2 separate regions of the Mus musculus genome follow, and region 1 is linked to region 2. Evidence: chromatin contacts called from public Hi-C data. All regions are on one chromosome and are shown on one strand. Each heading gives the region's core, a stretch centred on a gene start, on an enhancer-like site or on the middle of the called end of the contact. The rest is flanking DNA. Distances are from core to core; before and after follow the strand shown.

The links. A called contact is a pair of places that touch in the nucleus more often than the background predicts.
Region 1: a contact with region 2 is called in a Hi-C map of muscle stem cells, with 3 times the contacts expected there. The contact joins two enhancer-like sites. A contact is called at or near these places in 2 of 15 datasets of contacts at CTCF or cohesin (large pre-B cells and pro-B cells), 18 of 484 Hi-C or Micro-C datasets (the 63-12 cell line, the AML12 cell line, B cells and 14 more), 3 of 115 datasets of contacts at active chromatin or transcription factors (embryonic stem cells, large pre-B cells and stem cell-derived neural progenitor cells) and 1 of 9 other capture datasets (embryonic stem cells).

What each region holds. Positions count from the first base shown.
Region 1 is chr4:139,761,683-139,767,410 of GRCm38.p6, forward strand. The region is part of intron 7 of Pax7 (paired box 7); the gene reads right to left. Among named protein-coding and RNA genes, the nearest start is that of Gm42334, 30 kb to the left of the region's middle. Within about 2 kb of position 1,574, at least 5 of the 459 cell types and tissues checked have an H3K27ac peak or open chromatin away from gene starts, as enhancers often do. A contact at or near this core is called in muscle stem cells, where this site is marked.
Region 2 is chr4:139,682,039-139,687,931 of GRCm38.p6, forward strand. No RefSeq gene overlaps it. Among named protein-coding and RNA genes, the nearest start is that of Tas1r2, 31 kb to the left of the region's middle. Within about 2 kb of position 2,068, at least 15 of the 459 cell types and tissues checked have an H3K27ac peak or open chromatin away from gene starts, as enhancers often do. A contact at or near this core is called in muscle stem cells, where this site is marked.

The sequences.
Region 1 (5,728 bases), core at 324-2,823, 79 kb after region 2:
ACCTCTTGCTTCCAGAGTGCCAGGGCCTGCAAATTTGTCACTGTTGCACTAGAGAAGTCTGCAAAGCTGAGTCTGCATCCCTAGCCAAGTCACAATGGAGCTCTTGGAAGGGCTTCGGTAAGTGGAGGCTGGAGGGTAAGGGAAGAGAGGGACGACCACAGGAGTCTTGCCGCCCAAGCAGGTGCTCCCATGTTCAGCATGCTGAGCCCAGGTGGATCATAAGCCTGGAAAGAATCCAAAGTCTCCCCCCACCTCTCACCCCCACACACACCCCCTGCAAGTCCCGGCCCCTCCTCTTGGCTCCCTGGTTACTCTGTAGCAAGTTCTAAGCTGCAGCTCCAAGCCCTGAGACAAGGCACGCAGATGGCCCTTCCAGCGTCTCCGATGCCCCTCACAGGGCAGAGAACGCAGGCTCCATTCTTCCGGAAACAAACATCTTTGTGGCACAGCTCCCCCCCACGCCCCACACCTCCTTGTTTAGCGCAGAGACTAATCCACTTATCAAGGCTAAGGCGCCCGTGAATCCCCGTTTGATAAAGGCAGCTACAAAATTAGCAAAAAAAAACGTGCCCACGGCATGGAGGGCTCCATAGCAAACAAACAAGAGGCTGGGTACTGAGCTGAGATTTTGTCTGTTGCCATCCTCGGGCTGGAGAGATGCAGCTAGAGATAGGGGCTCACTGGCTGGGGAGGGATGCTAATGCCTTAGTTAATATGGTTATGCAGGAAGGGGAGAGAAAGGGGGGATGTGGGGGAGAAACTAGAATACTAAACTAATACCCCCAACTCCAATCCACACACCCCTCTCTATGACCATGGAGTCAGCTGCACTTCCAAATTCATCTGTACATAATTGAAATTATTGTCTTCTGACTGCAGGTCCAGACCAGGCACACCCATAATCCTCAGAGTACCTAGGACTTTGGAGGCCCAGAGAGGTCTAGCCAGCTGCTTAAGATCACTCAGCTGGTAAGCATTGTTTCTCATTCAAAGGATGTTCTCTGATTGACATGATCAGGTTTTACTCTAGCTGTGGTCCCCAAATCTGACAGCCACCTCCTAAGATAACCAAGACCCCCTAATCTTGGCTCTACTGCCAGCTATCCAGAGTCCTCTCTACTGCCGTTCTGTGAAGAGATTCCGTGTGACTCGAGGTTCTCTGTGTGAACTGACAGAGTCCAAGCCAGTCTATACCCTATGTCCATTGGGGGTTCCAGGGAAGGGAGAGACCAGGAGAGGATTCTAAAAGGCAGGCAGGAGTCTGCCCACCCACAGCCAGCTGTGGCTTGGGGAAGAAGAGCTGGTCCTAGGGCTAGGGGGTGGTGACATTAATCACAGGAAGCACCTGCCAGGGTGGCATCTGGAACTAAAGGAAAACACTTGGCAAAAGGGCAGGACATCTCACCCCTGGATCTGGGGGGCTTGGGGACCGCCACAGCCATGCTGGAAGGCTAGGCCATCTGTGGTTTAGGCCTGGTAACCCTGAAAAAGTCCCTGCCATGGCCGGGGGATGGGTGGGTAGAAGGGGGGGTCGGTGCTTGCAGGGAGCCTGGGACACTGCTAGCTCTGGCGGGTTGGGGTACAGATGAGCCTGTGTTGCTGCTCTGGCGGACAGGGCAGCCTAAGGCCACACAGCGGGGTGCTGGTGGGCTGGAATTCCCATTTGTGTCTCCCCCCTCCCAGCCCCATTACTACGGAGCAATGCTGGGTCTCCTCCTCCTGGGGTTCTCCAGCCCCTCCTGCACCTGCCTGAGCTCTGGGCCCTCCCGCCCAGGCTCCTGAGGGAGAGCTCTGACCCTTCCTCCAGCAGCCTTTGCCACTATACGCAAAGATTCCTGTGTTCTCTGCTTCTCTCCCAGCCTCTGCCGCTGTCACTGAACCTCTTGCCTTGGCTCCTAGTCTCCATTGCCCCTTCAGTCCTCTCTCTTTCTCCCACACCCCTCCATCTCTCTCTGTCTCTGTTTCTCTCTCCATGACTGTGCATGTCACTTCAGACCCTTCTTCCTTCTCCCTTCAGTATCTCATTGTGCTGTTCTCTGGTCTGTCTGTCCATACACATGTACTTTTGGCTCTCTGGTCCGTCTGTCCATACATATGTACCTTCTCCTCTTTGTTCCCTCTGTCTACTCCTCACCCCCCCCATCCCCACTACACCTCCTGGTCCAGCCTCGTCCAAGTGATGGTCAAGAGAGCTCGTATGGACCTCATGGTTGAATAGCCCTTGGGCTGTCTCACTCCCTTGCCATTTCCTCTTGGTCCTTGGTCTGGGGACCCCCTCTCATGTGCCCTCCTTTCTTCACCCTCTGCTGCCCAGGGTGGATTGCATTAAGTTGGGATTTCTGGGATAGGAAAGCACAAGAGGGCACCTAGCTGGTACACCTTCAGGGCACAGTATCACTGGAGATCCTCTAAAGAGAGCCACAGTGATGGTGACTGACAACTGACAAGCCTGTCCCTCCTACTGAGATAGCCCATGGACGGGGGGTGGAGGGTGGGGTGGGTGGGAGGGAGGGGGATGACATCTGCCCCACAGTAGAGCTAGGTTTTGGATTCTGACATTTCCCAAACATGTTTGCCTTGGACTTCATGAGAGTCAGCAAAATGTGCAGACTGACATTCAGTGTTCAGCTACCATCATATAGACAGATATTGGGGACGGAAGTGCTTTGCCAAGCTGAGCATAGAGTCGCATTCCTGTAAACCTAGCTATATATATTTTGAGGCCATCCTGAACTACATAGCGAGATCCAGGCCAGCCTATACTATGGGGTAAAAGCCTGTCTCAAAAAAACAAAACAAAACAAGGTTCAGGATGTAGTCCAGTGGTTGCACACTTGTACAGAGTGTATAAGGCACAGAGTTCTATGCCCAACACAGTGAAAACCAAACAGAACCATTACTTCAGACACTATATACAGCAACGGTATCAGACCTGCTTCTCAGTGGCTCAAAGCATGGCAGAACCCCAAGGCAGCAGCTACCTCACCCCCAGAGACCTTTTAAAAGAATGAAGTTGTCTGGGAGTCGGGTGAGCCCCAGGGCGCTCAGGGAAGAGTTTCAGGCAGGGAGGGAATGTCTGAGGCTGAGAGAGTAAGGAGTCCCCTTGGGTGGGGATCAGGAACTTCTGCCCCTAGGCGCTGAGGCTCCATTTCAGCCTGGACATGTCGCCTTTATGATAAGACACTTGCCAGGGCCCTCATGGGACCTTAATCCTCTGACGCCTCTGGTCAGAAAGCCCTGGTCTGATGAGAGGGTCTTGCTCATTTGGCCTCGGGCCAACTTAGCTCAAGTAGTCCTCTGGACCTGGAGAGCTGGGGTCTGAGCCACAGCAGGGTGGAGGGACAGAGAGATGGCAGGATGGGTCTCCTGTCTCTTTGGTCATTGTTACCTCACCCATAAGACTACCTCTGTCTCTGCTTTGGATATGTGACTTACCAGGCACTGTCCAGACATGGCCTGATCTCAGAGTAGCCTAATAAGCCAAGTCTCTCTGGCAGCCAAGGTTTGTTGGCCTCTCCAGGTGCCAAGTAAGACAGGGTATTCCGGGGTGTCTTTTAGAAGCTATTCTGGGGTACCTCCCAGCTCTGAGATGTCTGGGGACAAATTATTTGTGCCATTCCAGGCAGATACTCTTGACAGTCATTTCTGTTTTTCCTTTTTAAAGGGAGTGGTGTGTGCATGTCTGGGTGTGCATGCATGCATGTATGGGTGTGTCTGTGTGCCACGGATGCATTCCGTGCCCACAGAAAAAAGAGAGCATCAGATCCTGGAGTTAGAGACTGTTATGATCTGCCACGAAGTTGCTGAGAATCGAACGTGACCTCTAGGAGAAAAAAACCGGTGCTCTTAACCACTGGGCCATCTTTCCAGCCCCCTCAAGCGAACCTGGGCTTGCTGTTCTGGGTAGACCAGATGTCCAGAGAGCCCAAGGGCTCTTTCTGAGCCTGTTTCTGCAGTACTGGATTACAAGTGTACACAACTTCATCCAGGTTTTTAGGTATTTTAGGTAGGTGCTGGGCGGGGGGGTCTCTGACCCTCATGCTTTGCTCCAGGCTTCCCTCAGACTCATGACAATGTCCGTGCCTCTGCCTCCCAAGTAATGGGACTATCGGCATGTACCAGCATACTTTGTTTCAGAGTCACGTTATAAAGAAAAGGGGGTCGAGATGCTGGTGTTATGGGGGTACACCGGGGACCCACGCATACTGAAAGAGGCCTTTGACAGGGTCTCTGGCTGATTGCACAGGAGAGTACTTTTTTTGTTTGTTTGTTTTGTTTGTTTTTTCGAGACAGGGTTTCTCTGAGTAACCCTGGCTGTCCTGGAACTCACTTTGTAGACCAGGCTGGCCTCGAACTCAGAAATCTGCCTGCCTCTGCCTCCCAAGTGCTGGGACTAAAGGCGTGTACCACCACGCCCAGCCAGGAGAGTACTTATTAATTCAGTGTTCAGGAGTGCCAGGCTGCCTAAGGGCTGCCCCGGATGACAAATGCCATCTTTCATAATCAGTTCCCCAGGCCCACTGAAGACCTGTCAGGGTTGGTGTGGATCGATCTGGAAGTTGAGTTTTAACAGAGCCTTTTGATGCCCAGCTCTGGAAAACCCTGGCACTGGTCTTATCTGCTCTGCCTGTGAAGGACCGGCTGTGGTTACTCCACCCCAGCACCCATGAGTGGGTGCTCACTGGCTCTCAGGACTTTCTCTTCCAGCCCTGGCTGTCAGGACTCCTGAGATGAGTCCAGTTCTTGTGACCTCTGCTTTTGCCACCACACGAATGCAAACATCTCTCTTTGCCAAACACCATGGTGGGAAGCGGTTCATCGTGGGGAGAGGGAGGGGGTTCTTGAAAGTTCCTATCAGTGGACCTCCTCTAAACCTTACCATACAGAAGTCCATCTCCTGGTCTCCATACTAGACCCCATTGATTGCCAAGGATAGAGAGCCCAGCCCAGCCTCCTAGAGATAGTACATGCTAAGAAGGTGTGCTCCTTGGTGGGGGTAACTGGAAACCACCCTCTCTGGAGGCTTCTGCTTCAGGGCTGCCTATTTGTAATTTCTTAAGACGGGCCAAGCAAGGCTGGTTCGCTCTGTCCCTAACAGTGAGCATGTATCAGGTCCCTGTAATGCGTTAAGCTTTGTAATGGGGATACTGGCCACCAGACAGCCTGGACCTTGCTCTATAGAGGGAACAAGAACTATCTAGAAAGTCAGAGCACAGAGCTAATACTGTAAGCCTGGAAACAAGAGAGGCTGGAGAGAGTGGAGGGTGGAGAGGCTGAGAGACCAAAGGGGAGCGGCCTTTGCTGGCAGAAGAGAATGTTCCTGGAAGGGAGGCAAGCATTTTGGTGAAAATGGAACAAGGTGGATTTCCCAAAATTGCAAAGAGAAGAGGGCCTATCCTGTCAGATCACTGGATGCACAAGCCCTTGTCCTGGTTTCCCACCCCCACACCAACCCCACACCCTAGCTTTGCCTCCCATCCTGGGTCCCAGGACCAGGTTAGTTTTCAGAGCTGCTTCTGCTGGAAGTCAGTCAGCTTGCTGCTGCTGCACGGGATCCCAGGCCGGGCAGTGGGAATTAAGCAGGCTGAGGAGCCCGGCGAGTCCTTATCTCGGGGAGACAGTTGTTGGGAATCACTTTGACTGAGTGGTTTTGTCTCCCCGCATTTTCCACTGTCAGGCGGCCTCAGGCCATGGATCAAAGGCGCAGCAGCGAAGCAGCAGCAGCAGC
Region 2 (5,893 bases), core at 818-3,317:
GCTAGCAGCCTTCAGATAGAGATGTAGAACTCTCAGCTACTCTAGCGCCATGCCTGCTTGGACACTGCCATGTTCTCACCTTGAACATGGACGGAACCTCTGAACCTGTAAGTCAGCCCCAATCAAATGTTGTCCTTATAGGAGTTGCTTTGGTCACGGTGTCTGCTCACAGCAGTGAAACCCTAGCTGAGACAGTGGTCATGGTGACATCCAGGATGAATTTTTCCAATCCTTACTTTCCCTTCACTGAAGTGGAAACTTAAGGGTTCTTTGGAAAGTCAGTTGGATGGTGTTTGCCTGGAGCAAACACGGGAAGGAACGTTTAGCTGAAGTGGATGTAGGTGAAAGGCTAAGGCAGACTTGTGAAGGAATGTTTGGCTAAAGTAGACACAGGAGAGAGGATGTTCTGCTAAAACAAGCATGTGAAAGGACCCATGATGAAGGATTCTTTGCTAACAACACACATGTATCGGTCTGCCTTACATCGCATAGTTGAGCTGCATTTGTCAGGACTCCATAGAGGGAAACTCTTCTGGTGGTGTGCTGCAGTTTTTTGCTGCTTCTGCGGACTTGGGCTGATTGGCAGAGGGAATGTCAGCTGAGACAGACGCATGTGCTGAAGCAAGACCCATGCTGAGGCAAGACCTGTGGAGGACACAGTGATGTTTGGAGAGAGTATAAAAGGACTTGACGGATGGTGACGAAGGCTGAGCTTGGCTTGCTTCTAGAACCAGCTGTGCAATGCTTGGATCTCAAGTCTTTGCTGATCTTCACTTCCCAGAGAGAGGCACAGCCCAAAACTTTTCCTGGTGTCCCTCTTGCTGCTGACTTGTGCCAAGGCTGAGGCCTGGCTGTCTCTGCTAGGTAGTGTCACCACTGCTGATTCGTGTTTGCTATCCCGACTCTACCGAACTGGACTGTTCTGTATCCATGAAGTGTTTGCGAGTGGATCGAGCTGCTGCTGTCTGCTGATCTGAACTGCAGATCTCCAGACAGCACAGGAGGGAGTTGCTCAAAACAAAACAAAACAAAACAAAACAAAAACCACATTTCTAAACAGGTCCACTTGCCTCGCATCCTTTTTTTCCCACTACCTCTGGTGGGTGGTGGGCTACAAGGAAGGGTAAAGCATTTAAGAACCATCATTAAAAATAGGTTTGGAAAAATGAAAGTTACAGTTCACAATTTCATACATGCATACAATGTACTTTGACCCTATTCACCCCCCACTGTCATCCTATCCCTTCTCCTGATCACCCTCTTCTTCCCAGCCCGCCCCCCACTTACTCAACCAAAGGGAAGAAGGGAGCCAGGTTTGGGGGAAGGGAGAGCTTTGGGCTAGACAATTGGGTCCTGGGATAGGGCTCATCCCAGCTCCTCTCCAGACTCAGTGACCTGTCTGTCACAGGGGTGGTGTATTTGGTCACCTTCCTTGTTACTAGGGCATAATACCTGGTAAGACATGACTTAAATGGGAGAAGGCCTTATTTGGTTCATGGTTTAGTTCATGAGGTGCAGTCTATCATGGTGGGGAAGGCATGTGGGCAGAGTGAGTTGGCCGGTTGTCGGCTCTTTGCCAGCAGGTCCAGGAGAGAGGAGAGAACCCGGTCCAGCCTGGTCTGTCTGGGGCTGAGTGGGATGGCCCAGGCAGGGAGTCTTGTCAAAGAAGGACCTCACTTTACTAAACTGGGCACTTACTTATATAGAGAAGTCAATAAGGTAGGGATAGGGGTATGGGGTGAGATGACCTATGGGGTGGAGTGAGGTGATGAGGGGGTGCGAGGTGATCTCACGGGGCCTATAAGAAATTGACACATCAGTGGTAGCTAGGCAGAGGCAGTCTCATTCCGGCCGGTAGGTCATGCTGAGTCATTCTCAAAGAGGAGGAGAATGACAGGTCTCAAAAATTGAGCCAGGCTTTGGTTTGTCCTCAAGGCCCAAACCAAGGCCAAATAGGGCCCAACATGGGTCACGTGGCATCTGTAGTCAGAACCCAGTGAGAGACGGGTCCAAGGTCCCAGGCCACAGGATAATGCGGTCCACAGGATGGCGCCACCCACAGGGTAGTACCGCCCACAGGATGGCTCCGCCTACAGGGTAATACCACCCACAGGATGGCTCCGCCCATAGGGTAGTACCACCCACAGGATGGCTCCGCCCACAGGGTACTGCCACCCACAGGATGGTGCCGCCCACAGGGTGAGTCTTCCCAGGTCACTTAAATGTCTCTAGAGACCTGTCCAAAAGGATGTTTTCATTATTTCCAAACCGGTCGCGTTGATAACGAGGACAAACCATTCCAGGCTTGCTGGACCAGCCTGTCTGCAGTGTTCAGTGAGAGCCCTGAATATGGGTATCTACTTCTGTGGCCTCACATGTTCTTTGCCCCGGGGCCTCCATACTTCCAAGCCACTTCACCCAACTGCCAGCCTCGTTATCTGTGCCAGCCAGTCCTCGCCCACAGGGAGGGTGGTACTCAGCCTGAGAACGTGAAGCAGAATTAGAATTTGAGGGATGTGTTTTGAGTGAAATCCCATGATCTCTTTACCTAGTCAGCGCTGGACTTGAAACCTCAGTTTCCCCAGTTATGAACCCTGAAGGGAGGAGCTCTTCCCAGGTTGCTCTAAAGACGAAACCTATTAGAGGCCACAGGGCAGGGATGTTCCTGCAACTCCCACTGGTTCTCAGGGTCATGCCTTGGCCTCTGGGGTCCTTCAGAAATGGATCCCATTGGACCCCATGTGTTCTCTGAAGGGCAGTCCCAGAAGCTGACAGCAGATGGCGATGTTGGTCTCATTCTTGGGCCTCTCAGGTTCCCTTCTCCAGGGACTGGAGAGCTGGGACAGATGGACAGGCAGACAGACACTCGATATGCACACAAAACATGGAGACACATGGAAGAGCACAAAGCTGTTTTATATTAAAGTGTCATGCAAATGTGCAGCCTAGTTAGGTTCTAGTACCTCATGTGTTTTTACATGTCATGGGTGTCATGGCCTCTGTCAAACTTGACATGTGTGTGAGACAGAAAGCAAGAGCAGAGATGAGCACAGGGCAGCTGTGTTGGTTTGGGCACATGGGTGCCTGAGTCTGTGCCTGTGTGCATAGGAGGCTGCGGGATTGTGAGGGGATGGGTGTGTAAGGACTCTTGTGCCTCAGCCGTGTGTGGAGAGATATGTGGATGGATGCCTGTGTGTGCACATGCATGCAGCTTATGTGTGTGCATATATTTATGTTTATATTTGTGTTTCCTGTGTGTTTGTGTGCATGTACACGTGTGCGTTTATCACAACCCTTTCTTAGAGAATGACGGGAATCAAGACCAAGGGACTGAATAGGAGACTCAGCTGCTCTTGCAGAGGGCTGGGTCCAATTCTAGCGTCCACAACTGTCTGCATCTCCAGTCCAGGGGATCAAGTGACCTCTCCTGGCCTCCACAGGCTCTTACATATACATACATACATACATACATACATACAAGCAAAACAATACACACATACACAGAATGAAAATAACAGGATTTTTTAAAATCCCAAGAGGTGTAAACAACAAGGTGGCTTGAAGAACAGGGCAGTGTGAAAGTCAGGTTTGAGCTGCCATTGACCTCTGTGTAAGAGAATGGCCACTTCAGGCTGACCCAGGACCTAGATACCCCATCCAGGTTGGGCACTCACTAGAGTCTTCCAAAACCAGCAGGGGGCCGCTCTGTCACTATTGCTATGGGTGACACTAGTGCATCTGCGTGCTGTGTGTACCTAACACCCTTGGTACACAGATAGGGAAACTGAGGTTCTGTGTGGAGAGGAACTTGCTGGTGTCATAGGGACCAGAGCGTTAGTGTCCGGGGTGGAAGTCCCCACCATGAGACCCACCCTTGTCCAAGCCAGTGGAGGAACAGTGCTGAGTGAGGGTCAGCCTACCCAAGACCAGGTGAGCAGTGGCTGGCGTGTGTGAGACAGGGTGACGGAGGGAAAGTGACTCGGGTCTGAGGGCTGGTGTTAGTGCTGAGGCCTGTGGGGTGAGGTGGGACATAGTTATGGGGAGAGCACCTTCCTGCCAGAGAGAGCCATGAGTGGGAGGTAGGTGTTGGCCAAGCAAGGGCCAGGCCCTCCTCAAGGGATTTGACCTTAGGATAGCAGGTAGTGTGAGTTGTATGTGTGTGTGGTATATGTATGTGTTGTGTGTGGTGTGTGCATGGTATGTTGGGTGTATGTTTTACAAGTATGTGTTTTGTGTGTGTGTGTTGTATGTGTGTGTGTTGTGTGTATAGTATGTGTGTGTTGTGTGTGTGTGTGTTTTGTGTGTTGTATGTGTATTGTATGTGTGTGCTGTGCTGTATGTGTGTGTTGTGTTTGTGAAGTATATGTGTGTTGTATGTATGTGTTGTGTTGTATGTGTGTGTGTTGTGTTGTATGCATGGTATATGTGTGTGTGGTATGTTGCGTGTGTTCTGTATGTATACATGTGTGTTGTTGTGTATGTGTGTATATTGTATGTATGTGTGTTGTGTTGAGTGGTGTGTGTGTGTGAGTATGAGTGTGTGTGCTGCCTGGGGTGAGAAACATCAGCAGAAATGGTCCATATCTGATTTGAGCCTGAACGATCCTAAGATGCAAGCCCAGCTTGGTGGCACATGCCTCTCAGCCTGCCAGTCAGGAGGCTAAGGCGGGAGGGTCCTGAGTTCAAGCTCAGCACCCGCACAGAGGGAGATGCTATCTCAGAAAAGGAAGCAAACAAACAAAGGGCCTGGATGTAGTTACGAGAATATTCGGGGGTGGGGAGAGGGTCTGGTGGTTCTGCGGATGATGTCCAGCGTGTAGCAGGCATTATGAAAAGCAGCATAGTTTTTAGCCTAGACAGCTTGGCCACGTAGAGAAGAGAGTTTGTACTGAGTCCCTGTACAAGGCCCCTCGGGCCTGTCCCTTCTGTGTATTCCTGCCCCCAGTCTCCTTTGCCACTGCAGTGCTTGGCAGGGCTTGTCTCAAGTATAGAACCTCTGTCCAGGCTAAAGGCTGAAAGCCCAGGTCTCCTCTTATAAACTAGATGACATCAATCAAAATGTGTTTCTGAACACCTTCATTTCCCTCTCTGTGACACAGGAGAAGGCTGCTTCTCAGAGCCTGACAGGCGATGGGGCGGTAGTGGGGACTCGTGGGATGTGCACAGCCCAGGACAGGCCATCAGGGCTGTGTGCACTGACCATTGGGCTGCACTGACCCTGCGCAGACCCTTGCCTTTCTGAACTGTGGTGTCTCCTGGCCTAGAGTCCCCAGGGTGGTGCGAGCTCATGGGATATGAGAAGTGCCTGAAGAGGGCGGGTAGAATGTCTTCCCACCTGCTCCACAGAGAAGTGGCTTCAGTGGACAGCGACAAGGCAGGGAGGGTGCCAGGGTTAGCACAAGGCTACCTACTCCAACACCACATCTTTTCTTCTCCAGCTCCCTCTTTCCAAGCTGCTTTAGAAACTTCCCAGCATTCCTTGTTGTCTCCTCTGCACATTAGAATGTGAATTGAAGCAACCTTGCATTTCTGGTGTATCTTCCCTGCCCTCCCCCACCCCACCTCCTATGCCCTCCTGTCCTCTGAGGGACACATGGACAAGACCAGGAACACCCAGGGCTGTTGCAATGTTGTGATGAAGGGGGCCTGTCACTTACAGTGTGTGGTGATAGCCTTGCGGCGGCAGTGGCCACTGCTGTGGGTAATATAGGTTCAGGAGACAGCAGGGCCTTTGGTGCTTTCTTTGCTGCAGGAAGAGTTGACTGTGACAAGGACCATTGATGACATGCGTTGACAGAGTTTAGGGATTCCATCTGTCAGGCCACGCCCAGCTGCCCGCCACTGTGGGCTTTTTTTCTTCTTCCATTTCTTCCCTCTCCCCAACCCTCTGTCT